Linked DNA regions of Mus musculus: region 1 is linked to region 2. Evidence: chromatin contacts called from public Hi-C data. All regions are on one chromosome and are shown on one strand. The core of a region is the stretch at or near the end of the contact, and the rest is flanking DNA. Distances in the headings are between cores, read along the strand shown. Region 1 holds the start of 9430069I07Rik (RIKEN cDNA 9430069I07 gene). Region 2 has its middle 9.8 kb from the start of Gm41290.

Region 1 (5,933 bases), core at 2,189-4,688, 310 kb before region 2:
CTGGAACTCACTCTGTAGATCAGGCTGGCCTCAAACTCAGAAATCCACCTGCCTCTGCCTCCCGATTGCTGGGATTAAAAGCATGCACCACCAACGCCTGGCTGTTAATGATTCATTTTTAATATTTTATGCTCTTGTACTATGCTTAACTCCCCAAGAATACTTTGCATGTTTTGAAACAATTTGTATTCAACATTAGATATAGAATCCTCAGTTTGGATAGTATTTCATTCATTTATGGTATTTTTAGGGTATGAAGGATATGAGTATAAAAGTTGAACAAATTTTTATGTATTATTTGATTATCAAAATACTCAATATTATTAATATGTTTGATGTATAAAATGCATTTAAAAAATTAAGAAAAAAGAATTAAAGACTTGCTTTGGCTGATGACGAGGGATAAAAAAAGATAAGTTGGAGGTTGGGGGTAGTGGGTGTATGGAGAGATGTCTCAGGAGTTAAGAACACTGTTTGCTCTTTTAGAAAATCCAGATTAGATTCCCAGCACCCACATAGTAGCTCACAACTATCTGTAACTCCAGTTCCAGGGAATCCAATGTTCTCTTCTGGCTTCCATGGGCACTGACAGATGTGGTATGTGTGTGTGTGTGTGTGTGTGTGTGTGTGTGTGTGTGTATGTATGTATGTATATATATATATATATATATATATATATATATATATACATATATATATACACACATACATGTAAAATTATAAAATAATTTAAAATTAAAAAAATTAAGTTGGGTATGATGATACATACCTGTAATCCCAGCCCTTGGGAAGCAGAGAGTGGGGAGATTGACCCATGTTTGAGGCCAGCCTGGGCTACAGAGTGAGTTCCAGGGTAGCCAGGGAATACTACATAGAAAGACCTTGTTTCCAAAAACCTGAGATGGGGGTGAGGAAGAAAGAGGTCTTACTAGTGGAAAAGTAATTCAAACAGAGATGGAGAGCAGATGTGGGTGTGTAGGAACACATGAGGCTTTTCCATACATATCTTTTTAAGTGTTCACCACTCTAGCACTATTCTAACACATCTATAAATTGCAGACAAATTTTAATCCAGCTCTGATCACATCCAGAGACATTCTAGGTCTATATGATCCATACAGAATACAGATACACCACATACTTTTGATCCTTCTACCTGGAATACAGACATGTCCTTAGTGTAGACCTTTAATCCCAAACAATGTAGGTGAGGTTAATTAGTAAGAGGAAACATCCTTGTTTGAAAGTGACATCTAATTGAAGGGCAGACAATATGATGAATCAGAGAAAGATTTGACAGAATAAGTCAGAGATAGGAAATGCCCAGCTCTCATGAGAACAGGCAGAAAAGGGAGGCTACTCAAGAGCAGTACAGAGAGTCAGTCAGCTGAGAGTCAGTGCAGTGAGTGCAGTGTAGTGGAGTTGGGAAAGATAAAGCCAGAGAATAAAAAGAAGCCAAAAGATTAGAACAGATTGCCAGAGTTAGTTTGAGTCCAAGCAGAGCAATTCAGCGAGAAGCAAAGAGAAGTCAGATTGAGTCAGTCAGCTTACAGAGATGTTTGAGCTACAACAGCTGAGTAGAACTACCAGCCAGAGTTCAGAAAGCAGTAGAAAGGGTGAGCTTACTCAGCAGTAAGCCTTCAAGACAACAATTACTTCAGGCAAATAAAAGTACTTTTACAGTCAATGTCTCATATGATAATGCTGGGTAGGGAAAGCCCTTTGAAAGGCATAAAGAATCAGCAATATAGACCATTCCATGAGTGGAACTCAGAAAGTGAGCTCTAATGCATTTGATCTAGTTTTGAATGGGAGGGGACTTTGCAATAATTGGTGTTCACTAAGCTGATGTTACTTAGACGCTCAAAATGCCCCAAACCAGGTCACCTAAAATGAGGTTATATATCCTCTGAAAAAGAGACATTAGTGGCCCAGGGTGGATCAGGTATGAATAGTTTTCCATACCTGAAAGGTTATTCATGTATCTAGAGTAAGGCTTCAGAGGGTACAAATAGGATCAAAAGTAGAAATGCCAGAATAAGATTTCAGCTCACATGATAACACAGGGTGTCTAGGATCCAGGTGCTTTGCAGTACATAATTGGCTTCTCTAGATCCATTTCTCACCTGGACACCACAGGAGATAGAAAGTTCTCCATTTGCATGGGAAAGGGAGCTAGTACTTTGAGATGGATGTCCATGACACTCTGCGAATCTATGAATCACCTATGACTGTCCCCTCTCTCCACAAAAGCAGAGTATACATAGAAAGCAGCAAGGAAAGTATACTTTAATCTGTAATGTGTGTCTGTGTGGCAAGGCAGTGGCTCAGGGACCTTCCCACATTTTGTGTACAGCCAACGGCATGGAGGATTAACAGTCAGTGGGATGTTAATCAAATGGTGCGTAGCTGTGTCTCATTTCACCCAGGAGTCTTGTACTAGTGTCAGCAGGGAGGCAGCATGTAGACAGAGGTCTGGCTGGTTCAGCTTAGCCTTCACACAGCCATTGTCACCAAGGGCTCAGCACATGGATTGTCGTAGTTCAAACAGCGGTGTAAGTTCCCAGTGTTGTGATCATTGTTCCCATTTAGTGAGTGAGGAAACTGAGGGTCAAAGAGTTTAAGTAAGCAGGTCTGGCTGAGGCAGCCACAACCTGAAGATGATAATGTCAGGGTCCAAATTGAAACCTATGGACGACAATGGCCCTGTTAGTCTCACAAACCCCATTTCAGAAATTCAGTTGAGACAGTATGATTTGCTTCTGAGAAGGAAGTGTGCACCTTTACCTCTGGTGCTGAAGGTTCTGGTAATGGCTCAGGATAACTAGGCCTGGGCAGAAGACAAGGCTCAGCAGCCACATTTTTCCAAGTGTGTCTCCCCTAACTTCCCCTAACTTAGTGTTGGCTAGACACTTCCCCAAACCCTTACTGCCCAAGGTTATAGGACCTCAAAGGGCAGAAACAATCGGGCAGAAGCTCTCTGAAACTAAACCTGAAACCCCCAAACTCAAGAGGACAGAGGCTTCTAGTTTCACTCACTTAGTGAAACTAAGTGTCAAAAAAAGGAGGAGGGCTGGAGAGATAATTTAGAGACTAAGAACATGTATTGCTCTTGTCAAAGACCTGAGTTCAATTCACAGCACCCATATAAGGTGGCTCGCAACCACTCTAGATCACAGTGAAAATAATACCTTTGGCTTCTATGACACCTGTAATTATAAATAACAGTATGTTTTGGGGAGGTGAAGGAATGGGAGGAGGAGGAGTAAGAGGAGGAGGAGGAGTAAGAAGGGGAGGAGGAGCAAGAGGAGGAGGAGGAGTAAGAGGGGGAGGAGTAAGAGGAGGAGGAAGAGTAAGAGGAGGAGTAGTAAGAGGAAGAGAGAAGTAGGAAGAGGAAGCTGGAATGATGGCTCAGCATTAAGAGCACGGTTGTTCTTGCAGAGGACCCAAGTTTGGGTCTTAGAACCAACGTGGCAGCACATAACCATCTATAAATTCAGTTCCAGAAGATCTGACATCCTTTCTGGCCTCCACAGGTATGTGGTACATGCTGTGAACAGACGTTCATTCAGGTAAAACATGCATACACATAAAGTAAAATCAACATCTTTTTGTGAAAAAGGACAAACAAAGGGAGACACTGGATTGTAGAGTTGGAGTCTCCGAGGACTCTGGGAGTTGCTCTCTGATCCATTTGTCACTCTTGAATTTAAGAGCCTTTACTCTAGGCTTCTGTCCTTCCTTTAGTGGACTTCCCTATCCTGCACCTAGTTGCCTGTTCAAAGCCCAGGTAGCCTCTGCTTTGAGCTCTTTGATGCCACAGTGCTAGGCAGAGCTCTGCTTGGGTCCTTCCTTTTTTCCCTAAGCCTAGGCACTTCCCTCAGGATGAGAGGAGTCTGGGAATACCAGGCCTATGCTGGGCTGGGCAGGACTGACAAAGACTGCTTGTGAAATTGAAGGAAGAAAAGCTCTTTAGTTTAATTAGTTAATTAATTTATTTATTTATTGGTGTCAGAATTCATCTGGCATGGCTAAGCCAGCCCATAGAAAATAGGCACTGGCAGCTTCCCAGGCCCCAGCCAATCACCGGGCATGAGACACAGAGAATATTTTATGCTCCTCAAAGAGGAGAAAGCAGAAAAGGGGTGGGCATGATGGCTGAACACACCTGAAGAGGACAAGGTGAACAAGAGATGTGTGAGACTATTCTAGATGACCCTTCCAGACTCCCTGGCTTGTCAGCGAATTCTGTTAAACCTGTGAATATTTGCTGTGACTGACTTCTGCTGGGGAACCTGAGGGAGTGTCAAAGGTTCCAGGAGTCCTGGGGTCACAGAGGAGCCCCAGAACAGAGAATCAAGTTGACAGTGGGACAGGGAGGTCCTTCCATTAACTGCTCAGTGCTGAAAACAAGAAGTGAGACGAGAAGTGGAAACTGTGGTTTGGCTTTCTAAATGCAGTGCTAATTACAGACATTTGTGCAAACTGCTTTCCATTAGCGTTTAATTGCTCTCCGTGTGGTATTGTAACAATTTTGCATTGCATGAACTACACGTCAGACTTAGCTGAGTTCTCTTCGCTTCCTTGCAGCCAGTCTTCCCAGGCCTTGTGTGCTCAGTTGGGTTGTATGTGGTTAAAATAGTGGTTATAGTTACAACTTACAGAGAAGGAGAAGGAGGAGGACAAGGAGGAGGAAGAAGAGGATGGGCATACACTTACTATATGGTTAATTCCCGAAAGGCCAGGGTACCTCCTGCTGGCTTAAATATCAGTGTGTTGTCTAGTTTTGGGAACTGGGCCAGAGAAGAACACCATAAGTTCTAATAATTCTAATGCTTTATATCTGTTTGTCCTTTTTGTTTTCTTTTTAAATTAGGAGAACCATAAAATGTCTATCACTAAAGCAGCCGGATCCCTGCGTATCTCTAGGATGGGGCGTGCACAATGCTTGACTACTGAGGTCAATATCTCATCCTTAGTCCATGCTTTGGGAAGAAGATAAAAGAGAGAAATGGCTCCATAGGGCCCAGCTAATAAAGTCAGGGTGGGAAAGCTTCCACCAAGAGGCAGTAGATGTGAGAGGGACTGCTTCTCAAAGACAGCATCTCCACCAACCTTTCACACATTGCCTAGTGACCTACTATGAGCCAGGCTTAGGCACTGTGGTGGGTGAGGGGGTAATACCGGGAAATACAAAAGCTGTTTCCAGCTCTGAGGAGGTGGCAGGTAGGTTGGGAGAGGGACTATGGGTGAATAAGACACACCTAGCTAAAAAAATTTTGCACAGTTGTCAAGTTGGTTTAACTTACTGCTATTTTGCAGATATCTTCTTGTCATGTGAAAAGATAATGTTTGATAATGTTTGAAATGGTGCAGAAAGATAAACTCTCATATATATATATATATATATATTCTGCTTATGAGAGAAAGCATGTAGTATACTATGTCTTATTTTCTTATTTTGTTTGACATGATGCTTTTCAGTTCTATTCATTTTCTTCAAATGACATGATTATGTTCCTTATGGCTGAATAAAATTATAACACATGGGCATGCATTAAAAAAAAAAAGACACACCTAGCTAAAGAGCAAGCAACACTGACACATCAGCAAAGTGGCCTTACTTCTGCAAGTCTTCTGATCCGTGCTGAGAATGTACCCTTGCTTGCACTTGCAGATGTACGAGCCAGGTGTGTTGAGGCAGAAGTGGGCACAGTTGTGTTCCAAGACGCTGCACATGTGGACTGCTGCAAAGGAAGACAAAGAAGGTGGGTGAGCAGTGGCACCTTCCCTTAGCCTCAGTCTGTGCAGCAAATATGCATTGCGAGCATGTGAAGAAGAGGCTTGAACCCAAAGCGATAGAATCTGACGTCCCTTTCAGCAGGGAGGTTCTCTGTCTAAAGTTGACAGTCAGATAAATAAAGGACCACGTA
Region 2 (5,837 bases), core at 2,584-5,083:
TTCTCTGATGATGGCTGTGCAGAATACTGATCTATGAGTACAGCAGAGTGTAAGAGTCAACCTCAAAGCCTGTTTCCGGTGACACAGCTCCTCTAGTAAGACCACATCCTCTCATTCTCCCCAAAGGGCTACCATCTGGGGACTAAGCATTCAAACACAGACATATGGGCCTGTTCTCATTCAAACGCCACATTCCCTTTCTCTAAGAATAAAATTAGATGTTTAAAAAAAAATCACTTTTTAAACTGCTAAATATTTTATCTCTGCTGCCTTAAAAACCTTTCAAATATTTCTCTCTGTTTCCTGAAAGAGTGAAAAATTAAATTGATCTGGTCTCTACTACACTCTGGGAGTGATTTTCTCCCACAGCAGAATGTTCAAGGAGATAACAATTTTCAACTTCAAAGCTATATTTCAAGTCGGAGTTAGTGTCTGAAACTCCAGATTGAAGCAGAGTGATAGTGAGAGCTTTGCTGAGCTACGTGCAGGGAAAAGGTAGGATTGGCCTTAATCAGACCAGGGATGAACTTCAGGTCAAGTTCAAGAACTTGGTAATAATTTATTCTCAGCTGAGCTAATTGTTTCTGAAAAGTCTCCTTTCATATCTCAAACTGGCTTCGGTCTTTGGGAGACCTTGTGATTTGGGGTTGATGGTGCTCCTCATCAACCTTATCTGGTAGTTCTACAATTATAAACACCCCAGGGCTCATGTCCGTCTGGCCAATGTGTAGTAGACATTTCCGTCCCATCCAGATGGTCTTCCTGGCAGGCCAGCTGGGCCTGTGCCAACGTCCTGTGATGGCTTCTCGAATTGTATCAACCTTCATACATCATGAATCTAAGAGGCAGTCTGTTCTCTATTGTTAAAATTTTCCTATTCAAATTCATATTCCCTTAAGGACCATTTGTCTTTTGGCCTATCTACAAGCAATTTGCCTTTGTTTTCAGTTCTTGAAAGGCTCAATATTCCTTTTTCTGCCTCCCAAGTGCTGGGATTAAAGGCATGTGCCACCACACCCGGTTTGGAATTTTATTTCTTTATACCTCTATTTACTTAGTGGTTTCTTAGCACCTGAGAGTAATCCTCTTTATTCTTAGGTTTGCTCCTTCAGTGCAAAGACTTCAGTTTTAACCCCGAATCCTCCTGACCTAAACCAAAAAGCATTCCCAAGTATCAGCAGGTATCAGAACACTGAGACTGTTATTGGATTTCTCTCCTCTCTCTCTCTCTCTCTCTCTCTCTCTCTCTCTCTCTCTCTCTCTCTCTCACTCTCACAGTCGCACATGCACACACCACACACACACACACACACACACACACACACACGTACGCACATCTCAGAAATTGTTCCATCATGAGATAGGATGTCTTTCACCACATAGCCCAGGTTGATCTCAGACTTATGATTTTTCTTGTAGTTTTCCCATGTCTGCCTTCTGGAACTGTAGACACATACCCTGTTCAAAATCATTTAAATCATTTTTGGTCATTAAGATGTATATCCATGCAGGCTGGAGAGATGGCTCAAAGGTTAAAAGCACTGGCTACTCTTCTGGAGGAGCTGGGTTCAATTCCCAGCACTCTCACGGCAGCTCATACCTGGCTGTAGCTCCAATTCTAGGATATCTGGCACCATCAAACATACATTTAGGCAAAACACCAAAGCACATAAAATATAATATAATAAAATAAAATAAAAAAGATGTGTACCCAATGCAAGGCTAATGTTAATATACATATGTATAACTTGTAAAGAGAAATGCTTCTGTGTCCACACTGTTGATAATTGGTCTTGGTTTATATAGAGAACCCAGTAAAAATTATATCACTGTGAATAATAGCAACATTATCTTTTTTTTTTCACAAACCCCATAGAAAAAAGTCCAACCAGAAGATTGCTCACATAGAAGAAACAAAGGTAGCGAGAGGATCTCTCACATTGGAGTTTGTAGTTCTCATCCATCCAGGGAACCAGCTAAGCCAGTTTGGTCACCATCCCAACCAGGAATTACTTGTTCACTTCCATTTCAGTGTCAAGGACATGACCTTCCTTCAGATGCAACGTTCTCTGTCTCCATCTCAAGCTGTCCTCAGGCAGCTGCCTTAAAACCTGCATTCTCCAGGAAGCTTGTCTGACCAACTCCACTGGCCTAGGATCTTTTTCTGTACTCTACATTTCTCAACTTTAAGGTTGTCAGAATTAGCAAATATTAATACAGGATGCCCAGTTAAACCTTAGTTTCAGATACACAATGAAAACATGTTTTTAAAACATAGGGCCTCGGGAGACAGAGGCAGGTGGATTTCTGAGTTCGAGGCAAGCCTGGTCTACAAAGTGAGTTCCAGGACAGACAGGGCTATAGAGAAACCCTGTCTCGAAACAACAACAACAATAACAAAACCAAAAAAAAAAAAAAACATAGGGCATTCTTATTCTAAAAATTATTTCAAATATTAATAACTATTAATAGGATTCTATCTGGCCACTCAAATTTAAAGGTATTATAAAAAAATAATTACAGACCTTTGGTATTATGCTTGTTTATATGTTACCTCCAGCTTTTCTGAGAGTGATTGTTATTTCTGTGTTTTTCTAAGTAGATAATAAATGCTTTGAACTGTCTGTGGCAAAGCCCTCTTCCTCTATGCTACCAGTGCCATGAATAAATCTTTAACATGAGCTCCATGTTTATTTTCCTGACTGGAAGGAATTCTGTGAGGTGAACATAAAGCAATATAAGGTCTATTAAAGAGATTGTCAAATTAGAGGGTTATATGATGACTCAGCAGATAAAGGCACTTGCTGCTAAGTCTGATGACCTCAGTTCAAACCCTGGAACCTGAATGATTTGAAGAAGAGAGAGCACTCTTTCAAATTGTTCTCTGACCTTCTCCCCCACAAAGAGATAACAAATCAATGCTTTTTTTTTCCTCTTTTGATGGAGGATAATATTATGTAGCTCTAGCTGACTTGAAACTCAATATGTAGACCAGGTTGGCCTTAAACTAACTAGTAGGGAAATCTTTGCTCCTGGAGTGTTTCTGGGGTTAAAGGTTCACACCTATCCAGTATAAATGTGATTTTTTTTTTGTCAACATAACCTAAATTTCTAAGGTGTATTAGAGAAAATCAGAAGTTATGTTTTGCTACATTTTATGCATTACTAAATTCTGCCATTATCTTATCTGCACATTGTATTAATAGTAATTCATTTTAGGGGATTTCTTGTATTGGCTAAGGAAAAGTACAGCTGCTGTAGCAATTGTTGTAGATCCCTTTCATCATTCAGCAGATGCAAAAACTGCCCTGTGCTGTAGCCAGTGGCTGCTCTGCTGATTTCCCCATGCCAGCAGAACCCTGGCCTCTTTATTCCGGCAGAAGGGGGACAGACATTTCTGACTCAGTTCTGACAACTTGCCATGTGTTCACTTCCAAAGGTTAGGATGTAGTGGCCTCCTTCTGAGTGTCATCTGTTTGTTCTTAGCAACGAGAACAAGTGTTTAAAAAGAAATTGAGATAATATTCATATCAAGTTTATTCCAACAACTGAGTGGAGTGGGGTCAGGAGGAGCTGAAGCCAATACCACAAAGCTCAGAAGTTGGACAAGTTGAGTTTTCTTGGCAGGCCACTCTGTGGAGGTGGGGATTTTGAAACATGATTCTTGATTTCTGGAGGAACTTGCTAGTTGGGAAGGCAAGGCTCATGAGAGACAATGAAAAAGTAAGGGGCCGTCAGGGCGGGTGCAGGGACATTCTTTTATCTCAGCAGAGCAAAAAGGGAAATGGTGACAGAGAAGGGAGGAATGGTGTGTCTGGCGCAGTTAATCAGGGACTTCCTTGTTTTCAAACCTAGAGTAGTGTGGAGTGTTTGTGATGAGAAGAAAGGAAGTAGTGGGGTGGGAGGGATCCTGTTTTGTCCTATTTTTAGAGGGCTGGGAGGGGGAATACCCGACTCCCATGACTAGGGTGAAACCACACCACCGGCCTGGGCAGTGTGTGTGTGTGTGTGTGTGTGTGTGTGTGTGTGTGTGTGTGTGTATTGCAGTTAGGGGTGGGGCTCTGGGACAAAGGCTTACTCAAACTCTGAGTGTTAATGAAATCAGGAAAATGTGAAAAAGGAAAATTATTAGCTCTACTGTAGACTTCTATTTTAAAATAATAACTTATCTTCATTAAGTAAATGGCTCTAAGTAAAACTTCTTTGTTTACTCCCCCTTCCTCCTTCCCCTCTGCCCCCTCTGCCCCCTCTCCCCAGAGTTTGAGCATGTGGTGTTGAAAGGGTCAGCTTAAAAACTTTGGGAAGGTCATGAAACACTTGCCCCTTCAGAAGGGCGAGTCTAATTAACATTTTTCAGACAACAGGGCAGAACCGACCTGCAGGTGGGGACACATTTTGCAGGACAGACCATTGTCCACTTTCAGATGAGGGAAGTCCTTGTCACCTCATTCCCTAAAGACCAATCAATTTAAAGAGTGCACTGTTCAGCTAATCATATTGTGCCTAGTTGCTGATGCTCCATTCTGCCCCTGGAAACCATATAAAAACTTGCCGAATGGTTGCTAGGGGTCACAGTCTCTCCTTTGGGTCTGGGACAACCCTAGTGCACTGGAACAATAAATTCCTCTTGCTTTTTGCATCAATATTGGCTCTCCGTGGTTCACTCAGGGGGTCCCCAGTAAGGTAAGGCTCCCCGGAGTCTTACAGTGTGTGTGTGTGTGTGTGTGTGTGTGTGTGTGTGTGTGTGTGTGTGTGTGTTGCTGGGCTACAGATGTGCATCACTGCATCTGGCTCTAACACAGGTGATGGGATTATAACTCAGGTCCCCATGCTATCAAAGCAGTTACTTTCTGGACTTTATTTTTTTCTTAGAGACATGTAAGTCATTGTTCCGTACCTGTGCTTAGCGTCTGAATGTACAGCATCACCATCAGAATTTCCTCTGAAATGATCACAAAACTGTGTGCTACTATATTAACCAGATCTCAAAACAATTCCATATTTTTTCCTAGAGAGTTCTCATGTTCAAATACATACATACATACATTCATACATACTTATATATGTTACTTTTAAAAGGTAATGAGAGGTTAAGCATGGTAGTGCATACCTTTAATCTCAACAGAGGCAGGGGAATTTCTGTGAGTTTGAGGCTAGCCTGGTCTACAAAGTGAGTCTAGGAAAGCCAGGGCTAGTATACAGAGAAACCCTATTTTGAAATAATAAATAAAAGGCAATGAGATTACATACTATTGGTAGCTAAAAGCTACTGAGAGCTTGCTATACTATATGTCAGTATGTCAGATACTGTTCTTGGGCCCTTTCCTGGAGACCCCATGAAATCTTCACAATAACATGGTTAAGTGGTATTATTTATTTTAGACAGCCTCACTAGCTAATCCTGGCTTCCTGGAACTCAAAGAGATTCCCCTCCTTCAGCCTTCTGAGTTCTGTGATTAAAGGTGTGAGCCACCCAAATCAGTGTCCTGTACTTTTTTTTAAAGATTTATTTATTTATTTTATGTATATGAATTCATTGTAGCTGTACAGATGGTTGTGAGCTTTTATGTGGTTGTTGGGAATTGAACTTTTTAAGACTTCTGCTCGCTCTGGTCAGCCCTGTTCTCTCTGGTCAACTCTGCTTGCTCAGCCCCTGCTTGTTCTGGCCCAAAGATTTATTTATTATTATAAATAAGTACACTGTATTTGTCTTCAGATGCAACAGAAGAGGGCGTCAGATCTCATTATGTGTGTTTGTGAGCCATCATGTGGTTGCTGGGATTTGAACTAAGGACCTTCTGAAGAGCAGTCAGTGCTCTTTTTTTTTTTTTTAAAGA

What was found. A called contact is a pair of places that touch in the nucleus more often than the background predicts.
Region 1: a contact with region 2 is called in a Hi-C map of the HPC-5 cell line, with 3 times the contacts expected there. The contact joins the promoter of 9430069I07Rik here to the enhancer-like site in region 2. A contact is called at or near these places in 2 of 484 Hi-C or Micro-C datasets (the HPC-5 cell line and the N1E-115 cell line), 1 of 115 datasets of contacts at active chromatin or transcription factors (embryonic stem cells) and 1 of 9 other capture datasets (liver).

Annotation. Positions count from the first base shown.
Region 1 is chr15:34,355,377-34,361,309 of GRCm38.p6, reverse strand. 9430069I07Rik (RIKEN cDNA 9430069I07 gene) reads left to right here and starts at 3,438. Exons shown (of 4, transcript NM_001256161.1): 1 at 3,438-3,536; 2 at 4,877-4,960; 3 at 5,678-5,768. The coding sequence starts at 4,889. Matn2 (matrilin 2) reads right to left here. Exons shown (of 19, transcript NM_001358780.1): 4 at 5,625-5,747.
Region 2 is chr15:34,044,612-34,050,448 of GRCm38.p6, reverse strand. No RefSeq gene overlaps it. Among named protein-coding and RNA genes, the nearest start is that of Gm41290, 9.8 kb to the right of the region's middle. Within about 2 kb of position 3,833, at least 197 of the 459 cell types and tissues checked have an H3K27ac peak or open chromatin away from gene starts, as enhancers often do. A contact at or near this core is called in the HPC-5 cell line and liver, where this site is marked.